Linked DNA regions of Gossypium hirsutum: region 1 is linked to region 2. The links are chromatin contacts, called in public Hi-C maps. All regions are on one chromosome and are shown on one strand. Each heading gives the region's core, a stretch centred on a gene start, on an enhancer-like site or on the middle of the called end of the contact. The rest is flanking DNA. Distances are from core to core; before and after follow the strand shown. Region 1 has its middle 13 kb from the start of LOC107956797. Region 2 holds the start of LOC107954975.

Region 1 (5,294 bases), core at 1,871-4,370, 310 kb after region 2:
AGTCTCACCAATGCTCTATTTGGTTCATCGTCCCCTTTGATGGAAAAAAGCACAAATTTCTTTGGATAGTTTGTCACCATATGCAGACCATCACAAAAGAAGCATTTCACTAGCCCTTTCAGTTTGTAGTTGGGCTACCACTTCCCATTAAGTGGCTTCCCATTGCCACCATTCTTACCATTGCCATTTTTAACTTGTCCCTCTTCTTCATGGTCTACTCTACCATTTCCCATCTTTTTAGGCTTGAAAGAGTCAAACTTGTTTTTCTTCAAACCAAGCTCGACAAAGGATTTTGCCTCAACTATGGCTACAATAAGCTCAGTGATACCTTGTCGGTGATCCTCTTACTTCGCCCAACGTTTCAACCCATATTTAAACTAGTAGAATGTTTTTTTCTCACTTAGGTTAAAGATTTGAAGCATCAATTCAATAAAGTCTCTAACATATTCTCGAACATTGCCTTGTTGTGTAAGTTGGTGCAACTTAGCCCGAAACTCCTCTTCAACATACTACGGGTAAAACTATTTCTTCAGTTCTTTTTGGAACTCCTCCCAAGTCCCAATTGCGGTACCACATTATCTCTCATTTGTAGACCTATGACGCCACTACAAAAGAGTGACATTAGTAAAATAAATTGCAACGGTGTTTACCTTAGTGGCATCATCCTCGATGCCCACTACACAGAAGTGTTGTTCAATTCCCTAGAGAAAATTGTTCATATCTCTTCCGAACATCATCCCCTTAAACTCTTTCAGCTTGGGGACATACATTTTACACTGCTTAGGAACTGAAGCCAACATCCAATTTCCCATAACAACTCTACACACAGTGAGCTCTCTCTCAAGCTTCTCAATTTTTTCCATCATGGCCTAAGTTTCCTCCTTCAGGCCACAATCGAAGCTTCAAGAACATCATTACTCTTGTCAGCTTCTCGATCTGATCACCCATGACAACATTGAGGGCCTCGTTAATCACATCCCTATTTGCTCTAAGATTCTCTGCCACAAAGTCCTTGAGCTGTACTCTAATTGAGTCTAACTCATCGATGTGTCCCTAAACTGCCTTAAGTGTTTCCTTCACACTACCCATAGACTCCTCAAGATTGTCACCAGACCTTCCAAAGCCGACAGCATATCCCTTGATCTGTTATTTTTCTTGGACCTCTCACGAGTCTCCATCAGGACATTCTACTCATCTCTTCACTTCATCATCCTAATCGACGTCTTCAAACACTGGTTCTAATACCAACTGTCATAGGGCTAGAACTTTACTCTGGCAAACCGCGTGGGTTCAAATCCTACCTAATTTTAGCCTACTCTCAAAAAATGAAAATTCTAATAGAAATTCTGTAAGGCACCGAAGCAAAGCAAAAGCAAAATTGAAAGACAAAAGAAGCTACAAACGAACAAAAAGCCACAGAAAAATAGCACACACCAAGTGTTTGAGTAAATGTTCTCAAAAGTATTCTATTACTTTGAAGGTTTTACAACTGAGTGATTACAAATGAGGGGGAAGATCTTTGTTTATAGTTGAGCTCTCCCAAATTCAACATTACAAATTAAGTTACATAGATGGTCAAGATTTGTGCCTATCTACAAGATGAGAGTCCCAAAGGATTTAAGCTCTATACGTCTTTATCCATTATGATTTATATTAATTATCCTGGTAACTCTAGTTTTACTAATGTTTTTCACTGGACCAGCAAAACTTTAAGTAAATAGGCTTCTCCATATGTTTCACTGTGCGCAATAGTTACGGGTTTGATTCGCGACCCATAAGACTTACACCTTTTAAATTTTAGAAAAAAATGTACTAACCTCTAAAATTTATTTATTAAATGAGTTTGAAATAAAAGAATAACATTACCTTTATCAATTCACTATTATTCTATTTTATTATTATCCTCAATTTTTAATTAATATAATAAAAAAATAATTAGTTATAAAAATATTTTGATTATTATTAAATTAAATTGTAAATATTATTTTATTCTAATATGATCACATGTTAAATATAATATATTATTCTATTAATATATGTAACAAAATTTTTAAAATTACAAGCATCATCACAATTAAAAATATTAAAAATACATCGAAATAACTATAACTTAAATATATCATCTTAAAACGTAATCTAAAATATTTTAAAAGAATTTATTACTATTTAACAAATTTATTACCAGAATCAACCATTTGAAAGCAATGTCTCTAAACATAAAACTTCTTTAAACATAAATAATCACCATTGCACTGAAAATCTGACAAAGCTGAAAATACAGTATGGTATCTAATGAAATTGAGAATTTCCAGTATTTCATCTTATGCGTTGAAAAAATAGTTAATATATTAAGACACTTTATTTAATTTAATACTCAGTTCAAACACTCCAATAAATGTTTGGTACATATATTTTAGTAAAAAAATATGTAGTTAACTGCGATAAAAAATAAAATTTAAGTAAATTGAATATTAAAATTAAATCCGAGTATTTAAATGAGACAGAAAACTTAAATATCAAATTTCAAAAATTCAAGTGTCAAAACGAAACAAAAATATTAAATTGAGAACAAATATCTCAAATATTAAATTAAACATCAAAACCAAGTTTAAGTATCAAATAATATATTTACCCAAAAAGAAAATCATACCAATATCCCATTCCTCCCGTGCCACGGTGCCAGCGGCCCCTTTAACAGATTAGCCTCAACATGACGTTCCTCAAGTAGAATGAGTGCATCAATAACGAAATTTTTAGCAGAATTAACTCTAAAACCGATAACTTGCCTAGTTCCCACATCAAAGAAACCTCCATTCTCAAAGTTCTTCGGCCAAACGGGTTGAGATCCATCATTGCTGCATTTCTTTTGAATTTTCATCACTATGTTTTAGTACCTGCCAAGAGCCCATGTCTTCAACAAGCGTCACTTTCTATATTTTGGCCTGGATAATTTTATTTCTATTGGGAAAAGAGAATCACATGTTACATTGTACCATGCAATATTGTCTTCAAGGTCAAAGACTTTTGGGTCTGCAAACTAAGCTAATTACGCCCAACGTCTGAATTGCACCTCAAATCCCTGAACCATAATCTGAACATGGCCTACTTCTTCAAATTGGGTCTGCAAACAAAGTTCATTAGGCCCAACATCTGGATTGCACCTCAAATCCCTGAACCATAATCTGAACATGGCCAACTTCAACAATATTTATATTAGGCTCATATCAGCATCATGCTCATTCAAACCCATCACAGTTTCTGCCCATTCCAAATTTCCATCCTTCCCATTGTTACCTACCTCATCATCCCTCATAGAATCTAGCCAAACTTATTTTGAGACCTATAGCAGTATAATTCATTCCATTAAAAAATATATAGAGCCTTTTTTTGAAAAAAAATTCTCTTAATGAAAAAACCTTTATTTTCTTATTGTGCACTTGTTAAGTTTTCCTTTTTAAGATTATTCGTGAAAATGATTTCATTTTTCCCTTTAATTCGTGCTGTATCATCAACTCATAATTAAAAAGTCTAAACACCACCCAATTTGAGAAGAAGAAAGAGCTTAAGGTTGTTGCAACCAATGTTGTTCAATTAATTATTAGAAATTATATAATTTAGAGGTGATTTTTGGTTTTCTTTTTTTAATATTGTGATTCTAAAACTCAAACCGAAAATTTATAATCAAATTATTGTGATAAGCTCAATCATAGAGAAAGTGGGCATCTTTTATACGGGGAATTTCTCTAGGATTAGAATCTCCTGAGTGTAATGAGACAAATATACGGTAAGTATAAGAGTTACAGAATTGTCGAGTAGTTTGGTTGTTGTTTATAAAATCCTACACTATTATTATATGTAAAATGAGACAAATATATGGTAAGTATAAGAGTTTAATAATTGTCAAGTTGTTTATCAAGTCCTACACTCTTGATACGAGTAAAATGAGACAAATATACGGTAAGTATAAGAGTTCAATAATTGTCAAGTTTTTTTTTCAAATAATAATTGTAAGAATTTTCAAGGTTTAATTTTTTTAAAATGTGTTAAATAATGATATTACAGTTTTTAATTAATACAAAAATTTCACAGAAAATATTGAAAAAGAATAAGTGGATAGTTACGCATTCCTTAATGTTGAAATCCTTAAAAAATCATATTTGAAATAAATGATCTCTATTTTAAGTAAAAGAAAAAAACTTATATTTAGTTTTTACCCAAAACCATCCTAATAATATAAAATATTATATTTTTAGATTAAAATTAAAAAAATCAACTTTTACTTTTAACAAGAAATGACATTTAATATGGGACAATGGACATCGGAGTTGCACTTGGTAGTATTTCAATCCCAAAGTCAACCTCCCTATCTCGAGGTAATCCCGATAACTCCTCAGGAAAGCCATCAAGGAAGTCCCTAACAATATGAATTCCTTCCATAGCTGAATCCACCTTACTCATATCATGCACATATGCCAGATATGCATCACACCTCTTTCGAATTAGCTTTTCAACTGTCAGAGCGAAAATCACATTAGATAAATAATCTCGACACTTACCAACCATCACAGCCTCCACATCATCCCCAACTTTAAAGGTCACTCTCTTAGACTCATAGTCCAGTCTAACTCGATGCTCCACTGTTATTATATGTAAAATGAAGATGGATTGATTTTTTCCCTTTAATTCGTAATGTATCATCAACTCATAATTAAAAAGTCTAAGCACCACCCAGTTTGAGAAGAAGAAAGGGCATAAGGTTGTTGCCTTTAATTATTAGTTTCCAATGTTGTTCAATTAATTATTAGAAATTATATAATTTAGAGGTGATTTTTGGTTTCTTTTTTAATATTGTGATTCTAAAACTCAAACCGAATATTTATAATCAAATTGTTGTGATAAGTTCAATCATAGAGAAAGTGGGCATCTTTTATACGGGAAATTTCTCTAGTATTAGAATCTTCCTGAGTATAATGAGACAAATATATGGTAAGTATAAGAGTTACAGAATTGTTGAGTTTTGGTTGTTGTTTATAAAATCCTACACTGTTATTATACGTAAAATGAGACAAATATATGGTAAGTATAAGAGTTTAATAATTGTCAAGTTGTTTATCTAGTCCTACACTCTTGATACGAGTAAAATGAGACAAATATACGGTAAGTATAAGAGTTCAATAATTATCAAGTTTTTTTTGTCAAATAATAATTGTAAGAATTTTCAAGGTTTAATTTTTTTTAAAATGTGTTAAATAATGATATTATAGTTTTTAATTAATGCAAAAATTTCAAAAAAA
Region 2 (4,999 bases), core at 1,730-4,229:
ACAAAGAAAGGAGATTTAAGGTCTGGTCCCCCCCACAAGTGTGGTGAGAGGTAAAACATTCCGTAAGGTTGGAGTCCCCAACACCGGTCGGATTTCTTGGTCTCAATCCATATCTCAAGGCAAATGCCTCTGCTTTTAATTTCATCAATTACCATACCAATGTGTTGTTCTCTATTTGTTGAGCATAAGCTAATGTGGTTAGGGTTGCATGCGGCACTGCTTTACTTGCACAACTTGTTGACAAGTGGCACTTCCCACCTTTATTTCATCCTTTTTTTTTCTATTAATTTTACTATAAATTAACACAAAAGATTCTTAACTAGGGAAGGACTCATCTAATGATGGTAATCAATATGCATGCCTATATTTGAAGGTATTGGAATTGTGTTTTTCTTTTTTTATATATATAAATTGAATAATATTTGAATTTTGTAATTATTATCCATAACAGATGTGAATATTTATGATTATGTATCCATTATTTGAATCCTCTTTACGTTTATAGATAAATATGAGTTCAGGTTTTAATTTTCTTTAATTGAATCCACTTTTACGGATAATAAATTTAGATTCAATTATCGATTTACTTTTCTAAAATTTATATTTAGATAAAAGTAATCAAGTTTTTTTTTTATATAATCAATGGATTCATATTTAAAAACATATTTGAGTATGTATCATAATTCATTTTGGCACAGATCAATATAGGACAAATTTGGATTAAGTTTGTACTTAGTCAAATCAGCTCAAATTATAATAATGTGGTTAAGTAACATAGTAAGGAACACTATTGTCTTAACCAATGGTAGAGGGTTTGATTATTGACTTAGGTATGGAACAATTTTAAAATTTGTTGTCAGCACCGACCCTTTATTGGACCTATAAAATGTGAAAATTTAATTATTGGACTTACTTCAGTGGATACTTAAGGATACCAAAAAAAAACAGCTTGAACTATTATTTATATATAAAAACTTTTTTTTATTATTTTTTTCAACTAATATAATCTATACTATATATTAACCCCTTAATTGAGTTGGTGTCACGAATCAACTCAATTGGAGAATGACTAAAATACCATTCATTTACAAAGTAAATTATATAAATTTGAGGGTGTTTTTGTTTTATAATTTTTACATAAAAAAGAACATGTACATAATGATATTTGAACCTTATGGTTTGTAACATCTTTTTATTTATCATTTCAACTAAAGTTTCAATTATCTTTTATATTAATTTTTAAAAATATATTTTTTACATAATGAAATTTAAACCCAAGACGTTATGGTTTTTTAACATCTTTCTTTAAGATTTCAATCAAAGCTTTAATTTTTTTATATTAATTTTAAAAATATATTGATTACATAATTACATTTTGTACCGAGATTGTGGGTATGCCAAAATCTAATTGTATTTATTTTAATGTTTTTATAGTGTAAAGAAACTATATATTTAAAAGAAAAGGCTTAAAGATTAATCTAGTTTATTTATGCCTTATTATCAATAAACATTTATAATTATTAAATAGTTTATTTTTATTAATAATCAAACGAATTTATAATAATAATAAAAAATCCTTTTTCTCAGCAAAAGCTTTCAATTTATTGAATATTTAAGAGACATGAGGATGCTTGCTGATATAAACAGACTGCCAAGGCCAGTTAGAGCAAAATGGAGGTTGGATGATGAATAAAAATGTGACATTGTTTAACTTCATTTTCCGAGCCTTTAGAAAGTGGAAAGCCATAATTATAAGCCCGGCATGAGGTTAAAAAGGAGAAGCGCAAAGCTCCTAATTCATATCATCATAATCATGATTTGAACAAGTGTAGGGCATACCGCATGAACCCACGCATCTTTGATGAAACAAAACTAGAAAGATCTGCAAATATTTTACAATATAGTGTCATTTAGGGTGGAGCCGACGGCGTTGCAGTGCTTTAAGCGAGACACTAGGTGGTCCTGCTAAGGTTTTGGTAGGGTACGTAGAGGCATTTCCTTCGCCATGTATAGCCTTAAACCAAACTCTTCATTAATTTATCAGATGCAAATATTTTTAACTATATCACCCAAAAACTTGGTTCAAACCATGTTATCACCTTTTTAATACATGATGCTTAACAAAATTGAAGTTGAAGACAATTTCCCAGAGCTTGAAACATTTCAAGAGTGTCAATGGCACAATTATATTTGAGCTTCTTCCGAAGACTGTTCTTATTGTAATATGCTACTTGTTTCATCACTTCTTTTATGAGAATGAATAACGCATTTGCTTTAAAAAAAATCAGGAGAAGAAACTTGAAAGACTATAAGGCTAATGTTTAATTTGTTTCAATATTATATAGTTTCTTGGTATATATTTATAAGTGGGAAGTAGCTTTTCTCTTTTTCTTCTTTCTCTGGGGTATTTGGCAAATGGCTTGGAAAGAACTTTTTTTGCCCTACTAATTAAAGAAATTAGGGAAAAGAAAATGAAAAAAGAAAGGATTTCTTTTACTCATTTGCTTATAAATGATTTTATTATTTCAGCTACCCAAAGGAGCACTACAATTTGTCTGCAAATGGCTGACTTTGCCCTAAACCAAACACAACAGTAGCAGTGGTACTTAGCTAGTACTAATAAACAAAATAAAACTTTCAATAGGGGATAGTGGGAATCCTTTTGACTCAAACTGATCTGCTTGTTGTAATCCAGATTACATTTCAAGTACTTTGAACAGTTGAAGTTGTCAAATATACAGTGAATATTCATTCATTCTTCCTTTTATTTGCCTAGAGGGTCATTAAAGGCCCTCCTAAGCCCTAATTCAACTTTTCTTCTCCCTGATCTCTCTAGCCTTTTGATGAAGATTTTAACTGCAGTCTTGCAAATAAATATGGATTCTTTATTAATTACTTATAGTTTTTTTTTAATAACTGCATATAAAGTTTTGATGTCAAAGCTTGTTACTGCTAAAGTTTCAAAGGAAGAATCAACGGTCTTTTTTTTTTCTTCTTCTAAGAGATTTTTAGATAAAGCATTCATAAGAAAAAGCTGTGTCTCTAAATGCGATTGGTGGTTCAAAGATGAGGAATGCATTAATGGTGTTTCTTTTGTTTTTTCACTGTTGTAGTGAAGCTTCTGGTTTGGGTGTTCTGGTTTTAGATAATAGGGTTCTTGACTCTTGGGGTTGGCAGAAGAGAAATATTATAATAATACTCTTTGTTTTCACAACCCCTGAAATTGGAGGGAAAGTGCCATGTGGTGAGCTCAGATGTCTGCACATGGCTTCTCTCATTTCCAAGCTTTGAGACTGTAAATCAAATTATCAATACAGGGAAAACAAAGGGTTTTGTGGTTTCCAAGAGAATCAGTTGCAGTAGGGAAGACCACCTGATTTGTGTGTTTAATATATATAGTAAAGCAATTGGGAGGCCTTTGGGAATTGGTGATGAGTGAAGTGTGAATGAGAGAAACAGCCTAGAAATTTAGTCTTATTTTGCACAGTCCAAATTATGTAATCCAATAACATTTTTTTTTATATTCAACTTGCATATGCTTCCTCTTTTGCAAACCACTCCCTCTTTCCCTTGAGCAGATTGATATTACAGGCAAAACTGGCTACCTGGTTTTCCTTCTTTCCCTTTTGGGTACTACTATTTAGATGAACTGCTGATTCATACATCATCTCCTACTAAAACCCCTTCTTATTTTCCTGGGTTTTTTTTAATCTATGAAACCCCTTCCTTATTTTGGATATGTGTCTTCTTGCTTCTGCATATGCCCTTTATTCTGAAAACCTAAAACTAAGTTTACAAGTTCATCCATATATGCTCTTCTCTGATCTCACAGCCTGAAACCTTGCTTTTTTTTTTTCCTTGTATAGTTAACCTTAGTGATATATAAGAGCCTTTTTTTTTTCTAGTCCATGGAGTTGGGACATGATCAAATGGGTACTTGTTTGTTTCTCCTCAAAAACCCAGTGTCATGGGTTGTCGTTCTTGCCCCACTGATAACATCTGCTAGTTTTTTTATCTTTGGGTCCTTATCCATCTTCTTCACATCTACAGTGTTGATCTTGTCAACTGTTGTCTTCATATTATCTAAGAGGAAACTGAAGTTGGTGGTGGAATCAGTGGAAGAGGATATTCATAAATCTGTTGAGGAAAGCTCACCTCAAATACAGCCTGAAGGTGAACTTAATAAGCAAAACTCAAAAGATCAGGAAGGTGCTTCATATGATCATCAGATCCATGACTGCATAGCCAAATCACCAGATGTCCTGTCTGAAAAGGAATGCGTTAATGATGATCAGTTGCCAACCACTGAAGACTCCGAAGTGGACTGGTCGTTCCGGGATAACAGGGATGGAACCCCAGATTGGTCGGACGACGAGGATAGTCTCATTGAAATCTCCCTTCCAGGAGGACAATACCAGCCAAACAATAAGTACGGTAGTATGCAGCAGAAATTGCCGGAATTCATGCCGGAATCTATTTTCCAGCAACGGAGTTTAATGGAGCTTTTAGCAGAGTTGAACGACATGAATGAGGAGGAAAACCTGATAGAGATTGACATATCCATGGGCTCCATCAAGTATTCAAGGTTTGAGATTGAAGCTTAATTAAGATTACATTTCTATTTACCAAATGTTCCAAGTTTCTTCTTGTTCTTTTTTTTTTCTTTTTTGATCCATACGGATTTGGTGTAACTTTTACAAGTTTAGAAATCTAATATCCCAGCAATATTATATGCTGCCATGTCATGTGCTAATATTATTCAGAACTTTGGATACCCTCCGATAAAGAACTTGTGGTACTGCATCACCCTTAATGCTCATTAAAGTAATCAAAAGTAGACAGTTTGATGGAGCTTCCACTTGCACATTCTTTTCCCTTTTTTCTGGACATATATTTATCATCATCTGATCTGATCTTTGATCTTAAATCCCTGGAGACAAGTCAGCTGAAATAATGCCATCATTGGTCAGTACAGTGTCAAACTCAAACATTGTTTGGA

The links. A called contact is a pair of places that touch in the nucleus more often than the background predicts.
Region 1: a contact with region 2 is called in a Hi-C map of leaf, with 2.5 times the contacts expected there. The contact joins the enhancer-like site here to the promoter of LOC107954975 in region 2. A contact is called at or near these places in 2 of 34 Hi-C or Micro-C datasets (both in leaf).

Annotation. Positions count from the first base shown.
Region 1 is chrD07:52,752,796-52,758,089 of Gossypium_hirsutum_v2.1, forward strand. No RefSeq gene overlaps it. Among protein-coding and RNA genes, the nearest start is that of LOC107956797, 13 kb to the right of the region's middle. Within about 2 kb of position 3,121, at least 2 of the 9 cell types and tissues checked have an H3K27ac peak or open chromatin away from gene starts, as enhancers often do. A contact at or near this core is called in leaf, where this site is marked.
Region 2 is chrD07:52,441,546-52,446,544 of Gossypium_hirsutum_v2.1, forward strand. It overlaps LOC107954975, which reads left to right and starts at 2,980. Exons shown (of 1, transcript XM_016890668.2): 1 at 2,980-4,740. The coding sequence starts at 3,909. The coding sequence ends at 4,604.